Regions from separate parts of the Callithrix jacchus genome. Here region 2 is linked to region 1. The links are chromatin contacts, called in public Hi-C maps. All regions are on one chromosome and are shown on one strand. The core of a region is the stretch at or near the end of the contact, and the rest is flanking DNA. Distances in the headings are between cores, read along the strand shown. Region 1 holds the start of CYSTM1 (cysteine rich transmembrane module containing 1). Region 2 holds the start of HBEGF (heparin binding EGF like growth factor).

Region 1 (6,495 bases), core at 2,354-4,853:
CCTGAGCAGCTGGAATTACAGGCATGCACCACAATGCCCAGCTAATTTTTGTATTTTTAGTAAAGATGGGTTTTTGCCCTGTTGGCCAGACTGGTCTTGAATGCCTGGCCTCAAGTGACGCACCTGCCTTGGCCTCCCAAAGTGCTGGGATTAAAGGTGTGAGCCACTGCGCCTGGCCAATCCTGCCTGTCTTTCAAGGCTCTGCTCCAGACCCTTCCTTTCTTGCATCCGACCTTAGTTAATGCAGCTGGCATGGCCCCTCTTTTCATGAACACTGAGGGCATGGAAGGACATGATATAGTTTACCATTCAATTTCACAGCAGCCTGGCAAGGTCTCACATTGTCTCATCTTCCTATCAGATTTCAGATGCCTGACCAAGCCTGGGTACATGCTCCTTCTGTATCCATCAGTGTTAAGTGTACATTAGGCATTCAAGAAACATTCTTTCATCCAATTGTTCAGAGAACAAATGTGATCCAATAAAAATACAATGGTTTAAAAAATTGCTGTTTAAAAAATATTATGAGTTTGGGTTCTGTTTCTTTGCCCTGGAATTCACCTAAAGTTTATGATAGTTTTGTGAAGTAGGTATTATCCCTATTTTACAGATAAGGCGGAGGCCCAAAGAAGGTGAGTAATGTGGCCAAGTTCACAAAATGGATAAATCTCAAACACAGGCTCCCAACCACTGCACCATGCTGCCTCCACAATCCTTGGATGGTTCTTCTGGATGAACAAATATTGAAAATTGATTGCAACTTCTGTGACTAGTGGACTTTCACAGCAAATATGCTTGGTCAGGGCCTTGTACCCTGACATTTTTCTTTTATTTCCAGGAATGGAAACCCACGCTGCTATTGTGAAGACACTTGATGAAACTCCAGCAACTTCTATAACTGGCTTGGGGCTTAGTCCTGGGACCCGAGGTCAAAATCCTAGAAAAGAGCCATGTGAGATGCATTCCCTGGCCACATCTCTGTTCTTGGATGCTGCCCACAATACTCCTTGAGTTTTTACTCACATGATAACACTTTCCTCAGCATGGATGTCGGGGTGGGGGTGAGGAATGTTCTATTTTTCCTTCAATGGTTATGCTGTGACCCTACCAACTCAGTAAAAGGGGAGTGGCCAGGGACCTTACTGAGAATGTGTCCTAGTATCTTTTCTCCCTCACCACAGCCTCCATATGTCCCAGCTGCCATAAGAAGCTTGCCTCCCTTCTAAGGGAATTACCCTTGCCTTCCACTCCATCCTCACCTTGCCCTGCCCAGATTAGAGGCACAGAGCCATGTTCCATGGGCCTGAAAAACTGTCCAGCCAAAAAGCCTGACTGTCTTGATGAGTCCTATCAAGGTATAGTTGTGGACGTGCCTCCTTCTGCTCTTCCCTCTGCATTAGTGCTCTGCAAAGGGTGGCTCTTGCCCTCAGATGGTCCAAAGATAGTATGGGATGTGCATGGATGACCTTCACTCTTCAGAGGCGAACAAACAATGCTACTCTTCTCTAACAGCCTCTGAAGGACACCACCTACTGCCTGGTTCTGAGATGTTTGCTGTCCGAGAGTCTCTCACCTGCTTCTTCCTCCCCATCAGTTCTCCCTTTTGTAGCCACTCAGCCTCCCTTCTCTTAATGCTCTTAGCACCCTTTCCTGGTTCTCTATTTACCCTACCCTCCCTTTCAGCAACCCCTTCCCAAACCACTGCCTACTTCTCCTTTCTTTCCAATCCTTCCTCCCTTCCCAGCACTTTCCCCCTCCATTGAATCCATCAAGCCTCATTCCGGCCCAACTCCCCTCACCCTCTAGCCCTGCCCTCCTCAGATCTGCCAAACACCTCAGGCCTGGCTGCCTCTGTCCTGTTCCCACCAACCTCCTGACCATGTTTCTTTGCTCCTTGGGACCTGGGCTCACATTTTCAATCTCTTCTCTCCTGTTAGTACAGCTCTATCTAGAGCCATGATTCTTCTCTACCTTTCACAGTGGTCTTTCCCATTTATATGTTTCATTTTTTTCTAAGTATAAAAATTTAAAAGTACCACTTAAATACTATGATTAAGTCATAATAAACAGTACAAGTTATACTTGAATGTGAGACGTACCACTCATACACGTTTCATTTTCAAGGACCGCATCTCAATCAATCTGCCCATGGCCCATTGCCTGACACTAAAAGATGCTCACAATAAATTGATTATCAATTAACTTCTTGGTCTAAGATCCTACACTCTGAGAGGGAAGGTTGCAATACATATGAAACCTTCTTAACAGTGCAGGGATGAGGAGAGTAAAACTAAAATGAAAGTCAGCAAGTAGTAAAGGTATAAAATAGGCAGTGACTCTAACACTGAGACCTCCAGGTGATGTTAAATTTTAATTTCAAAGTGGATAGTCCATGTGAGAAGACTAGAAAGTCACAAAGGTGTAAGCATATCATTATATTAGCGTGGTGCAAAAGTAATTGCTGTTTTTGCCTTTTAAAAAAATTGCAAAAACCCGGTGGCTCACGCTTGTAATCCCAGCACTTTGGGAGGCCGAGGCGGGTGGATCACGAGGTCAAGAGATCGAAATCATCACGAGGGGGGGTCAACGTGGTGAAACCCCGTCTCTACTAAAAATACAAAAAATTAGCTTGGGCATGGTGGCGCGTGCCTGTAATCCCAGCTACTCAGGAGGCTGAGGCAGAGGTTGCGGTGAGCCGAGATCGCACGCCAGCCTGGGTAACAAGAGCGAAACTCCGTCTCAAAATAATAATAATAACAATAATTTCAAAAACCACAATTACTTTTCCACCAACCTAATAGCAAGCAAGGGGAAGGAATCTGGAGAGAAAATCAATTTGTAATATGAAAAATAAAAATTTGTTGGCAAGTAGGACTTGCAAGCTTGTTCTAGGCCTTGCTCTGGGAGCTTTTCGGTGACTTCTCTTTCTGTTGGAATAGAAGAAGGTTCTTCAGGACAGAAGGTTCTGTCCCCTTTCCCCCTCCTGATGTAAATGAAGTCTTATTACACTCTAAAGTACTGGCCGGACTACTTGTTGCAAGGTTTATGGGGAAAAGTTGCCACAGAGCAATCCAGTTATCAGCCTCAGCCTCAGTCCTCTCAGGTACAGTTCGGGAAGTAAGCCTCAAACCTAGCTGGGTCTGGATCAACACGATACGAGGAGGCAGCAGCCCGTAGCTAACCCCTCTTGACACGTACTGGGCAGAGTCCCGTATGGACGCTGGTCCTGCCTCGCAGGCACCTGCACTAGCGGCGTGGGGGCATCGGATGGAGTCTTGGAGAACCGATCCAACCAAGGGGAACGCCTGTGAGAGTCCCAAGTAACCATCGCAGCTGGGAGGCCCGCGTAGGAAAGCCAGACGCCTACCTCGCGTCCAGCAACGTAGACTGCCGCAGCGAGCTTCCGGCGGCGCTTAGAGGCGGAGCGGCTGGGGGCGGGGCTCGTGCTGTGACGCCCGCCTCGCCTCGCCTCGCCCCGCCCCGCGCGCGTTGCCAGGGTGATCAGGTGACTCCCAGTTCGTTGCGCTTGGGGCTGCCGTGACGTCAGGCGCGAGGCAGCGCCTCAATCGCTCCGAGACAGGTGCGGTCTGGTCCGGGCTCCTCAGACCCAGACCCGACCGTTATCCAGTCGGTTCGTGGAGAGGAGAGGTGAGACGCGGCGGACCTGACCCGGCCCAGCTGGGACCAGGAGCGGGAACAGGGGCGGACAGGGCGCGTCCCGGGATGTGTGCGCCCCGGAGCTCCCCAGAGAGCGCCCAGAGAACTGGCGGTCACTCGGGCGGACCAGGCTCAGGCAGGGGCTCGCGCAGCCCCTGAGGAGGGGTAGGGAGGCACGGAAACGGCTGCCGCTGGCTGGACTCCTCCCGGCACCCCGCGGCTACTCTGGGGCTCCGGGTCGCTGCGCCGCGCGTCCGGGCGGTGGACTCACAGGGGCTCCGCGTCGCTGCGGTTCTCTCCTCACAAGGAGTCAGCGGGCTCGGAGCCGGGCCCGCCACACCCTGTCCCGGGGGACGTCCGCGGGAGGCTTCTGGATTTCCTCGCCCTGGGCTGCGATTTCTGAGGCGCTGCTCTGCGGGTTCCGAGCTGGGCCACCCGGAGGCAGAGGGCTGGTCGCAAGCCCCGCGAGTGGGAGTGGGGCGGGGGTGACTGGAAGTAACTAGGGAACGCAAAGCCGGCGTTCGGCGGCCGGGGTGTTCAGAGAAGGCGTTGTTTGCAGGGGAAAGGAATCCTGGCTGCTGTTGAGAGCGGAGGATTGGGATCTGAGCGGACCTGTTGGAGGAAGTGAAATCTGAGCGGGGTCCTGACGGGTGGAGACTAATCTCCTGGTAGCGGCGGGGGTTGCAAGGGGAGAGAAGGAGGGGACGCCCCCTGGGGAAGGAGACCGTGAGGAAAAACGATTTGGGGACTGACTGGACCATGTGCTGGGCCGTTTTGGGGGAAAAGTTTTTGATAATTAGGTTAGGGAAGGTTAGGAAAGAACTCTTGAGTGCCCAGCTGAGAGGCACTGTGTGCTGTGGTGAGCCATTGAAACGTTGACTAGATTGGGGTAGGAGGAACACTGAGGAAGTTGGTGTGACATTCCGGCAAAGAGGTGAGGAGGAACTTCGTATGACATTCCGGCAAAGAGGTGAGGACACTCTTCTCTGATGGGATTCCTCGAACCCTGCTTATGAAATACTTGTAACCGACAAGGGTAGGGGCTCAGGCAGCCGGGTGCTTTCTCCAGCCATTGTTGGCAGATTTTTAAAATTTTAATTAACAAAAATTATGCATATTTATAGATTTATGCAATATGATACATGTAAACTTTGTGGAGTAATTATGTTAGCAGATTTTTGAAAAATTCCTTCTTATGAAAGGACTCACCCAAGAGCAGCTCATTTTCGAGTATCTCATTTGATTGGATTTAATAACTTGTTGAAAGCTATGCTTCCCTCAGTATTCAGGAGGGTTGTAGGTCCCTTTGCCCTTTGCCCTTCAGAGGTTTCAGAGTGTCTTACAAACACCTCTTATCCCTAGGGTGAAATCCAAACCTCAAATGACTGGTAGGAGATTTAATAGGGGGAAGTTATTAAAGGAGAATCAGCACCCAAAAACATCCATACGGGGCACTGGGTGAGCTGAAAAGAGTCCCATACTCTTTGTTAACAGTAGATCAAAGATCTCTAGCCCTTTCCTACCAGCTTCTATGAGTTTCTCAGTGTAAGGCTGCATAAGTGTTAGTTGGCCATTTTGTCTTAATTTCCTGAGCAACAGGAAAAAAGTATTTTGGTTATATGAAGAGGAATGCCTTGGTGATTTATGATATTTCCTGGCCCTGAAATTTATTGATGCTGTGACCAAAAAATACACAGCTGTCCATTTATTTGTTTTTGAAACAGAGTGTCGCTCTGTCACCCAGGGTGGAATGCAGTGTCGAGATCTCGGCTCACTGCAACCTTCATCTCCTGGGTTCAAGAGCTGTCTATTTTATATTGAAACTTACCAACATCTGTTTTCTGGGAGGTAGTGAAATTTATTTTGTATTTCTTTGACTCCAGAAAGCAGAATTGGGCCTCCAGGGATCCCGTACAGTAAAAGGCAGGTTTGGGAATTGCTAAGGAAGGTGGCCGTAGCTGATTTGTGCATAAATATAGAAAGCAGTGCAGCAGTCAAAGGAGGGCAAATCCAGGGTGAGACCTAGAGAAACGGGATTTCCAGTCAGGTCAGTGAAGTCATTCACTGTAAAAGAAGCCCCGAAGTGTGCAAAAGACCAGAGTAGTTCCCCCCGCCCCCTCCCCCCCCCCCCCCCCCCCCCCCGCGTGTGCCTGTTGAGTGGTAGAGATTATGATAGTGATTTTTAAGGGGCTTTTTGGGAGCCTGTTAATATTAAGAATTGCTGGAATCAGATGTCTTGGCCACATTAAAAAATTTGAAAAGTAACTATTTTCTAAATTTCTTTGATAATATTTGAAACAACTAATTATACTTCCCTTGGAAAGAACAGTCCACCCCCTCCTTTCCCAAACAAAATAACTATGTGCTGTCAGGGCAGTTAAGTAGGCCAAAAGTTTTTGGAAATTTTCAGCTTTCATTCACCCCTGCCACCCCCCACAAGTTTTCCCATTGGTAGAGAACTTCAGACTTTACTGTCAGGAAGAAAAATGTTAGTGTGTTTCCCTAAATACAAACTATAATAAACAACAGGGCTGGCCTTTAACAGAAATGCTCTTAAGGGGAACTGGACTGAGCTGAAAGGCAGGGCTGGGGTATGGGCAGGAGTGTTTTGAACTCACCTTTTGTCACCTAAGGCCTTGAGCAGGGCACTCCTTTCTTGGCACGGAAACATTCTTTGACCTTGAATGCAGGTTAGTACCTCCTCACAGAGGTACTGAGAATTAATGACAGGCTTATATGAATTTTGAGTTCCTCCAAAGCAGAATTTTAATTTTTGGATGATGGTATATTTTGAGATGTGATAACATTTTTTAAAAAGAGGTATAAGTTCTAAATTTT
Region 2 (7,358 bases), core at 3,986-6,485, 180 kb after region 1:
TACTTTCTTTACCCTGAACTAATGATGCCATTTTACAAATTTAAGACCAACATTTCCCATCCTGTTTCAAGACCTTGGGAAGAATATATGGGGGCTCTCTTAAACAATCCCCTCTAATACCAAGCTCCTGACAAGGATGTTATAGGAAAGAATGCAAAAGGGACCGTGGACATGATGGGGAGTGATGGGTCTGCCTGCCAACTGCCAAATACAGGGCAGCTCTGCTATGTGTGTCAGACAAAATAAGGGAACTTTAAAAAGCCAAGGGATCTGCACCAATCACCAGTAGAAGGGACGCCAGGCAGGCCACCTTCTTGACAAGCTGGAGGCAATGTGAACACAACAGTCTCTTGGCCCTGCCCAGAGTCTCCCCCTAAGGTCCCCAGAGCCTGCCTCCCCACAGGGAAGGGAACGGATGTTTGCAGCCTGACGTGGGGTGTTGGCCTCAGGCACAGTGGCAACATTATGCCTGCCAGAGAACATGGCAGTGCTGTCATCCCTGAGGGGTTGCCAAGGCAGCCGTTTGCTGGGTGTTTGGCTTAGGAGAGAGGCTAAGGAACCCATAGCCCCTCCGCCCACACCCATACCCCAGGGAAGGGGTGATATTGCCTGACCGGGGCTGATGCCTGCTGGGCCAGGTTCCATTTCCTATGAATCCTGCACAAAGGAATTGTTCTCCCACACCATGGCCAAAGGCCAGTACTCTCCATGTCCCCCACCTCCTGGCCCTTGCTGGGATAAGAAAGAAGAAAGAGGCCTCAATCTGTCCCCCATGATGATCCCTCTCTGTACAGTCCTGCCATGCCTTACAATCAACCCACATTTGCACACTGACATGCACACAAACCCAAATACACACATACCTACACAACATGCATCCAAATGTGCCTCCCACCTTCCTGCAGGAGCTCTATTCACAGGAAGCCCACTCTGCCATGTTTCCTCCTGGCTTCTCCCTCCCAGAGTAGGGCATCAGGCAAGAATAAAGAGCCTGCCTTCAGGTGCCAGCTGTCCTAGCCGCATGCTCACTTCTGGGCAAGCAGGAAATGTCCCCAAGGATTAAAGTGTGTCACAAAACCATAACACAGGAAATTGCATCCTATAGCGGGGAGGGGGCTTCCGCTGACTAAAAATATATTTCCCCTCCTCCCAACTTCCGCCCAGAGGTTGACAAGAAACTGGGTAAAATTATGAATTCAAGGAACAGTGACAACAAGGAACAGCCACGAGGCTGACAAAGTGTGCCGATGAGATTCAGCCCTGGGGAAGGGGCACTTACATGCAGGAGGGAGCCCGGAGCTCCTTCACATATTTGCATTCTCCATGGATGCAGAAGTCCTTGTATTTCCGAAGACATGGGTCTCTCTTCTTCCCTAACCCCTTGCTCTTCTTCTTTCTTTTCCCGTGCTCCTCCTTGCTTGGTGTGGCCAGTGCTTGTGGCTTGGAGGATAAAGTGACTGTAGGAGAAAAGCACGCTGTTAAAGTCTGATCCTTTGGGAAGAAGATCAGAACAGCATAGTGCTTAAAAGGAGTATATACTCTTTGATCCCACCTGAAGTCAGAGATCTGGGAGGTCCCCTTAGCTCAGTGCCTCCCAAGAGGCAGAAGGAAGAGCAGGAAGATTGGGCAGAACCACCAGAAAGAGGGAACCTTAGTAGGAAGTAGAAGCTAGGGTGGGTCCCAAGGAAGGCATTCATAATCTCAGCCTAAGAGCCTCATTCTTACAATGCTTTTGTTGAGTAACTGCAGCTCACTGAGCAATTCTACCAACCTCACCTCCATTCCACTGTCCACCTTACACCCCCATCTCCTACTCCCCCATGCCCACTTCGTTCTATTTTGGCCTTAAATAGGCCTCATTTCCTGATGCTGTACTCAGTGACCCACTTGCAGAAAAACAGCGTCACATTCAAAAATTGCTTCTAGAGAAAGTACCTAGAGATTTTGGGGTTGAAGAGCTCCTAAAATAAGAACACTGTTCATGTGTTCAGGTGGTCCCCTCCGGAGCATCCCTTAGTACTGTGAGCCCAGGGCAGAGCCTGGCTCAGGAACAGCAAGCAGACCAGCCCCAGTCAGGGCCTTGCTTTTGCAACTTCAAGCAAAATATTTAACCTCTATGCCATTTACAGCTCATCCACTTTCTCAAAGATCCACTCATATTTAACCCACAATGTCCTGTTTATAGCTCTCTGGGTTGGGGGGTACAGGGTGTACAAGGAATAGAAAAATGGAAAGTGAGGAACTGTCCAGAAGGAACTGGAACAATGATGACTTCCCCTTCTTTCCATGCTTCAGACAGACTGGGGGAAAAACAACCTCACCCAGACATCCAGCTGGGACTGACCATGGACTATACCCATCAGCCCAATCCCACCCTCTTATCCCCCATCAGGAAAAAGGTGCCCACATCCATGGCTACAGCCATCAGTCTAGCAGAAGAGTGAGCATGATACATTAGACTAGAGACTTAGAGTCTCAAGCTGGAAGTGACTTCAAAGAATAACATGACGCCAGGCATGGTGGCTCACGCCTGTAATCCTAACACTTTGGGAGACTGAGGCAGGCAGATGACCTGAGGTCAAGAGTTCAAGACCAGCTTGGCCAACATGGCAAAATCTCATCTCTACTAAGAATACAAAAATTTAGCTGGGCATAGTGGTGCATGCCTGTAATCTCAACTACTAGGGAGGCTGAGGCAGGGGAATCGCTTGAACCCGGGAGGCTGAGATTGCAGTGAGCTGAGATCGTGCCATTGCATTCCAACCTGGGTGACAGAGTGAGACTGTCTCAAAAAAAAAAAAAAAAAAAGAATATCATGGCAGGCAGAGTGATTTACTCAAGGTCACGCAGAATTGGGATTAGAACTGTGGTCTCTGGACTCCATTCCAATGTCCTTCCTCATCACATCAAGCTGCCTCACACCACCCCATCTCCTCCTTCCCTCAAGTCTGGAGCACCTGAGATGCTGAGCCAGGCATGAATGGGCTCTGAAGTCCATAGACCTGTGCTCCAATTTCAGCCATATGACTGTGGGCAAGTCACTTAACCTCTCTGAACCTCAGGTTCTCAGGCAAATGTGGATAGAAGAATAACTATCTCAAAAGGTTGCTGTAAGTGTTAAATTAACCAGGATAACATATCAAGTGCCTAGAACACAGTAGGCATTTAATAAATGGTAGCAGTCATTTATTTTAAGTGATAGGATCCCCAGACTTGAAAAATAGTCCTTGCCCAGCAGAGCCAAGAGAAGGTTAGAGAAGTAGATGCCAGCAACCCCACAGTCCCTTATTTCCTCTCATCCAGTCCCAGGCCACCTCAGAGCTCAGAAGGTGATGCAGGTGGTCAGAGGAACCCAGGGACCAGAGCTTCCAGGAGAGCAAAGCAGGAGGGCCACGCCAATCAGAAAGGGGTGGGAAAAGATGCAGGGTGACAGCCAGGCTCCTGCCGTGGAGAAGGAGCAGTGAGTCAGGTCTGCAGAGGTATGAGGAGCAGTCGTGTGGGTGTGGGGTGGGGGTGGGGTGAGTCACAGCCCAGCCCTGCCCAGCCTAGGAGAGGGCCAGAAGAGTTCAGGCTGTTCAGGTCATGGGCAACCCCAGAGGGCCACTAGGGGAGGATGAAGCATGGAAGCCCAAGGCTCAGTTTTGGAGCACGTGCTTGATTTATACAAAGTAGAGAGAGTACCCAAGGGAAGCTCCTGGGAAGGAGGGAGAAAGGCAGCTGAGGAGCAGGAGGAGCTAGAACAGGTGGGCATCTGTCCAACCAAATATAGTCATTCAGAGTCCCTGCTCTACCCTGGAGAATCTCTTCAGGTCTGGAGGCAGGAAAGCTGGCAGGCTCTGGACTCTGCCCTGTGCCTGTACTTGCCCACAGCCAAAGAGGCTGGTTGGAGGATCTTACACAGCTCTCCCATTTGCAGTCTCCTCAGGAATGCAAGGTGCTCAGGAAGCCTTCAAGTTTCCCGTAGCATTCATAGATACCCAGCACTTTAACACAGCCCCCTAGAGGCCCAGTGCTCACCATTCACCGCCTCACCTACGGCAGCCAAGAGCTTCTCATTCCCTTCTGTTTCCCCAATCTGGTGACAGGTGGATGGAGGAGGCTAACATTGCACATTTTCTATAGATGTGCCTGGGCATCTCCTCATCGGTTACCTCTATTTTATACATAATAGTCATTTTGATGAGGGAATTAGAATTGGCACCCATTTTTACATAGTAACTCTAGGGAAAGCATCTCAACCATTCCTTGTTCCTATCTCCCAGCTTACCTAAGAAGAATGTAACAAACTCAAGACAACTTGCCTTTTTCAATTTGCCCCAAAGTACCCAGAAGGGCAGCAATCTAGCAGGCCAGGCCAATGGCAAGACAGAGAGTGGGACCTATATTCCAGGATCCCCCAGTGTCCGTCAGGCCCATCAGCTTTTCCCCAAGGTTCTCCATGAATATCCCCAACCCACAGTATTGGCCAAACAGCAAGAATCTTGGATCTGTTTATTTTTCAAGAGCCCACCAGGGTCCGAGGATGGACGGCCTCCACACCCACCTCTCAAAAGGTCCAGATCTGCCTCTTGCAAGTCACGGACTTTCCAGTCCCGGCCGCCTCCTAGGGGCAGCAGCTGGTCCGTGGATCCAGTGGGAGGGTCCGGGTTGCTGGTTCCAGCAGCTAGCCCTCTCCGAAGCCGCTCCAGGCTATCGCCAGTCACCAGCGCCGAGAGAACTGCAGGCGAGGGGCCAGGCCGCATCAGACACCCGCCCAGACCCCCGACTAACACGCATCGATGCCCACGCCCCTCCGCCAGAGCGCAAGGGCCCCACCAAGTGGCCCGTGCCGGGGGCGCTGCGGCGACCTTCCCCGGTGCCCCCAGCACAGCGCCCCCATCCCCCCGATCTCCGGGGGCGTCAGCAGTCCTCTTACCTGCAGCCAGAAAGAGCTTCAGCACCACCGACGGCGGCAGCTTCATGGTCCCGCACCGAGTGGAGGCGGCGAGGCACCAATCACTTTGGAGGCGGCGGCCACTGGGCGCTGGCACCGGAGCTGGGCGGCGGAGCTCAGGAGATTCCTCTGGGCACCGTTCGCCGCCCGCCTCTGCGTGCAAGCCTGGCCGCGACCCGCGCGCAGCTCGCTCTCGTTTAGTGTCTGTCTTGCTCACTCCGCCCGCCGCGTTCGCCAGACCCCGCGCGCCTAGGTCAGGCCAGCCAGAAGCTTGGACACCGTAGTTCCTTCGGCGAAATGAGCGCTGCCCGGCGCGCGGCCGGGAATAAGGCTCCGGGAGGCGCCGAAGCCCCGCCCTGCCCGGCGCCGCCCCCTCCCTCCTCCCGTGCTGGGAAGCTCGCCAGGCTCGCGGCGCCTGCAGCGCAGCCCCCGACCCCGCCACGGCGGCGGACCGGGCGGGAGGAGGGGGCGGCGCTCACATTTTTTGGGACCAGGCCGAGGCAGCCGCGGCCTGACTGTGGGTAAGGCTGCTGACTGGCAGGTGGCGGGGAGCGGTTCCTACCTTTCCCCAAACGCCTGTCGCGCTGCAGCCTTGTGACTGCGAGCTGAGTCCTGTCTGGGGCCTGGCATCTTGGGTCGTCTCAGCTCTCTACCAAGGGTCTCCATCCCTGTCACCCTCTAAGTTTTAGAAGCCCACCTTTTGGCCTATCAACATAGCAAGCATCAAATAATAATTAATTCATTTATCATGTAAGATTTAGACGCATGAATGCCAGCTGTATCATGAACCCGAGATAACCAGAGTTGAAGTTGCAGGCACTTGGTATCAATCCAGCAAAAGCAAAGGAAGTTAGTACTCTCCCAGAGCCTGGAGTGGCGTCCTCCCATCTTTCCCCCAGGGACATTAGGATTTTTGAAGTATGGATTATAATTCCCAGGCTTCTGAGATTGGAGAGACACAGGTTGTGAAACAAGCCTTATTCTTTTCCTTGCCTTTGACTGCCACCTTTTTCCTCAACATAAACAATGAGCCTCCCTCCCATAGGACCCAGCTGGCTACCCTAGATTGCTGTTTCACAGGCACGGAGTGTTTCTCTTTCAACCCCTGTGCTTTTACAGGGGTCTTCTGGAGTCACTATCCTGATCCAAAGAAATGAGTCTCTCAGTAGGTATTTCAGTTTCCAGGGACGTGCTGGGGAGAGACTTGTTTGACACAGGGCTGGGTTGGCTTTCAGAGCCCTCAAATTGTGCCAGATAGAGCTCTTGCCTGATTCTGCCTGTGTGTAGGGATAAAAACAGGCCTGCTATTTATACGCAGTCTATCCCACTGTCCCTATCCCCACCTTTGCAGGGGTCAATCTGGCCCTGCCCTCTTAACTTGCCCCCAGCAACCCAGGCCTAGGTTTCCATAGTGCACTGGAATCCTACAGATCTGAGTTTGAATCCTGCCTTTGCTATTTACTGTGTGACCTTGGACAAGAAAATTTCACTGAGCCTCAGTTTTGACATCTCTCAAATGGAAAAAAATAATAACTACTTCGTTGGAAGCTTTTTGAGAAATGAATGTGGGAACACATAAAAGTAGCATAGTGCCAGGCACGGTATAAGCTCTCAGTAAATGTGACCCATTATTATTGTTGCTGTTAATAATAATCACTAGGCACTTGACCATTCTATTTCCTTAGAGGCCTCTTTTCTCTCCCTTCCCCAGATCCCTTACCTTCCCCCAGGCCAGGTCTGAGGCTCCATGGTATAGCTGGGCTGGTTTCAGATGGAAGCTCACCTGTCACCTATTTGGCTAAGAGCCACTGTTAGATTATCCTTTTGGGTGATCAGTATCGGGCCTAGGACCTCAGTGCATGGTCACCGCCCAGGCCATGCCTTTGCCCTCCCTCAGCAGCTGCCTAGATACCTACTTCCCCAAAACAAAGCCACTTTGGGGTCAAGGCTCTCCCCAGGGAAGGGTGGAGAGAAACACTTCCTGACACATGGTCAAATCACCCCCTTTCCCCCACCCTCGCCAGATTCACACCCTGCTCTCCTGTCCCAGCCTGCCTGTCTCCCTTTGAATGCTCTGTCCTTCCGCCTTCTCACCCCCACATCAGCCTCAGACCCATTCATGGGGCAACTCCAAACTTTCATCACACCTGGAGCCTCACCCCAGCTAGGTTTGTGTGTCAGGTTTTATGGGAAGGGCCTGAAAAGAAAAAAAGATAAAAAGCTTGAATTGAATTTGGGACAGTCACTTCCCCTCTCAGAACCTTGGATGTCTCTGAGTAAAGAAATGGAATCACAATTCATGCTGAGGCAACCTCATTAACTAAGTTATTCCACCAACATTAACTGAATATTTGGGGGGGGCGCACTGGAGACATAAAATAAATAAGACAGCCCAGGACCTGCTTTCACAGAACTTATATTCTAT

The links. Hi-C and Micro-C count contacts between places; a contact is called where the count stands out from the background.
Region 2: a contact with region 1 is called in a Hi-C map of skeletal muscle, with 2.3 times the contacts expected there. The contact joins the promoter of HBEGF here to the promoter of CYSTM1 in region 1. A contact is called at or near these places in 2 of 3 Hi-C or Micro-C datasets (both in skeletal muscle).

Annotation. Positions count from the first base shown.
Region 1 is chr2:38,541,325-38,547,819 of calJac240_pri, forward strand. It overlaps CYSTM1 (cysteine rich transmembrane module containing 1), which reads left to right and starts at 3,604. Exons shown (of 3, transcript XM_035286016.3): 1 at 3,604-3,648.
Region 2 is chr2:38,716,674-38,724,031 of calJac240_pri, forward strand. HBEGF (heparin binding EGF like growth factor) reads right to left here and starts at 5,236. Exons shown (of 6, transcript XM_002806593.5): 1 at 4,916-5,236; 2 at 4,544-4,717; 3 at 1,280-1,457. The coding sequence starts at 4,961.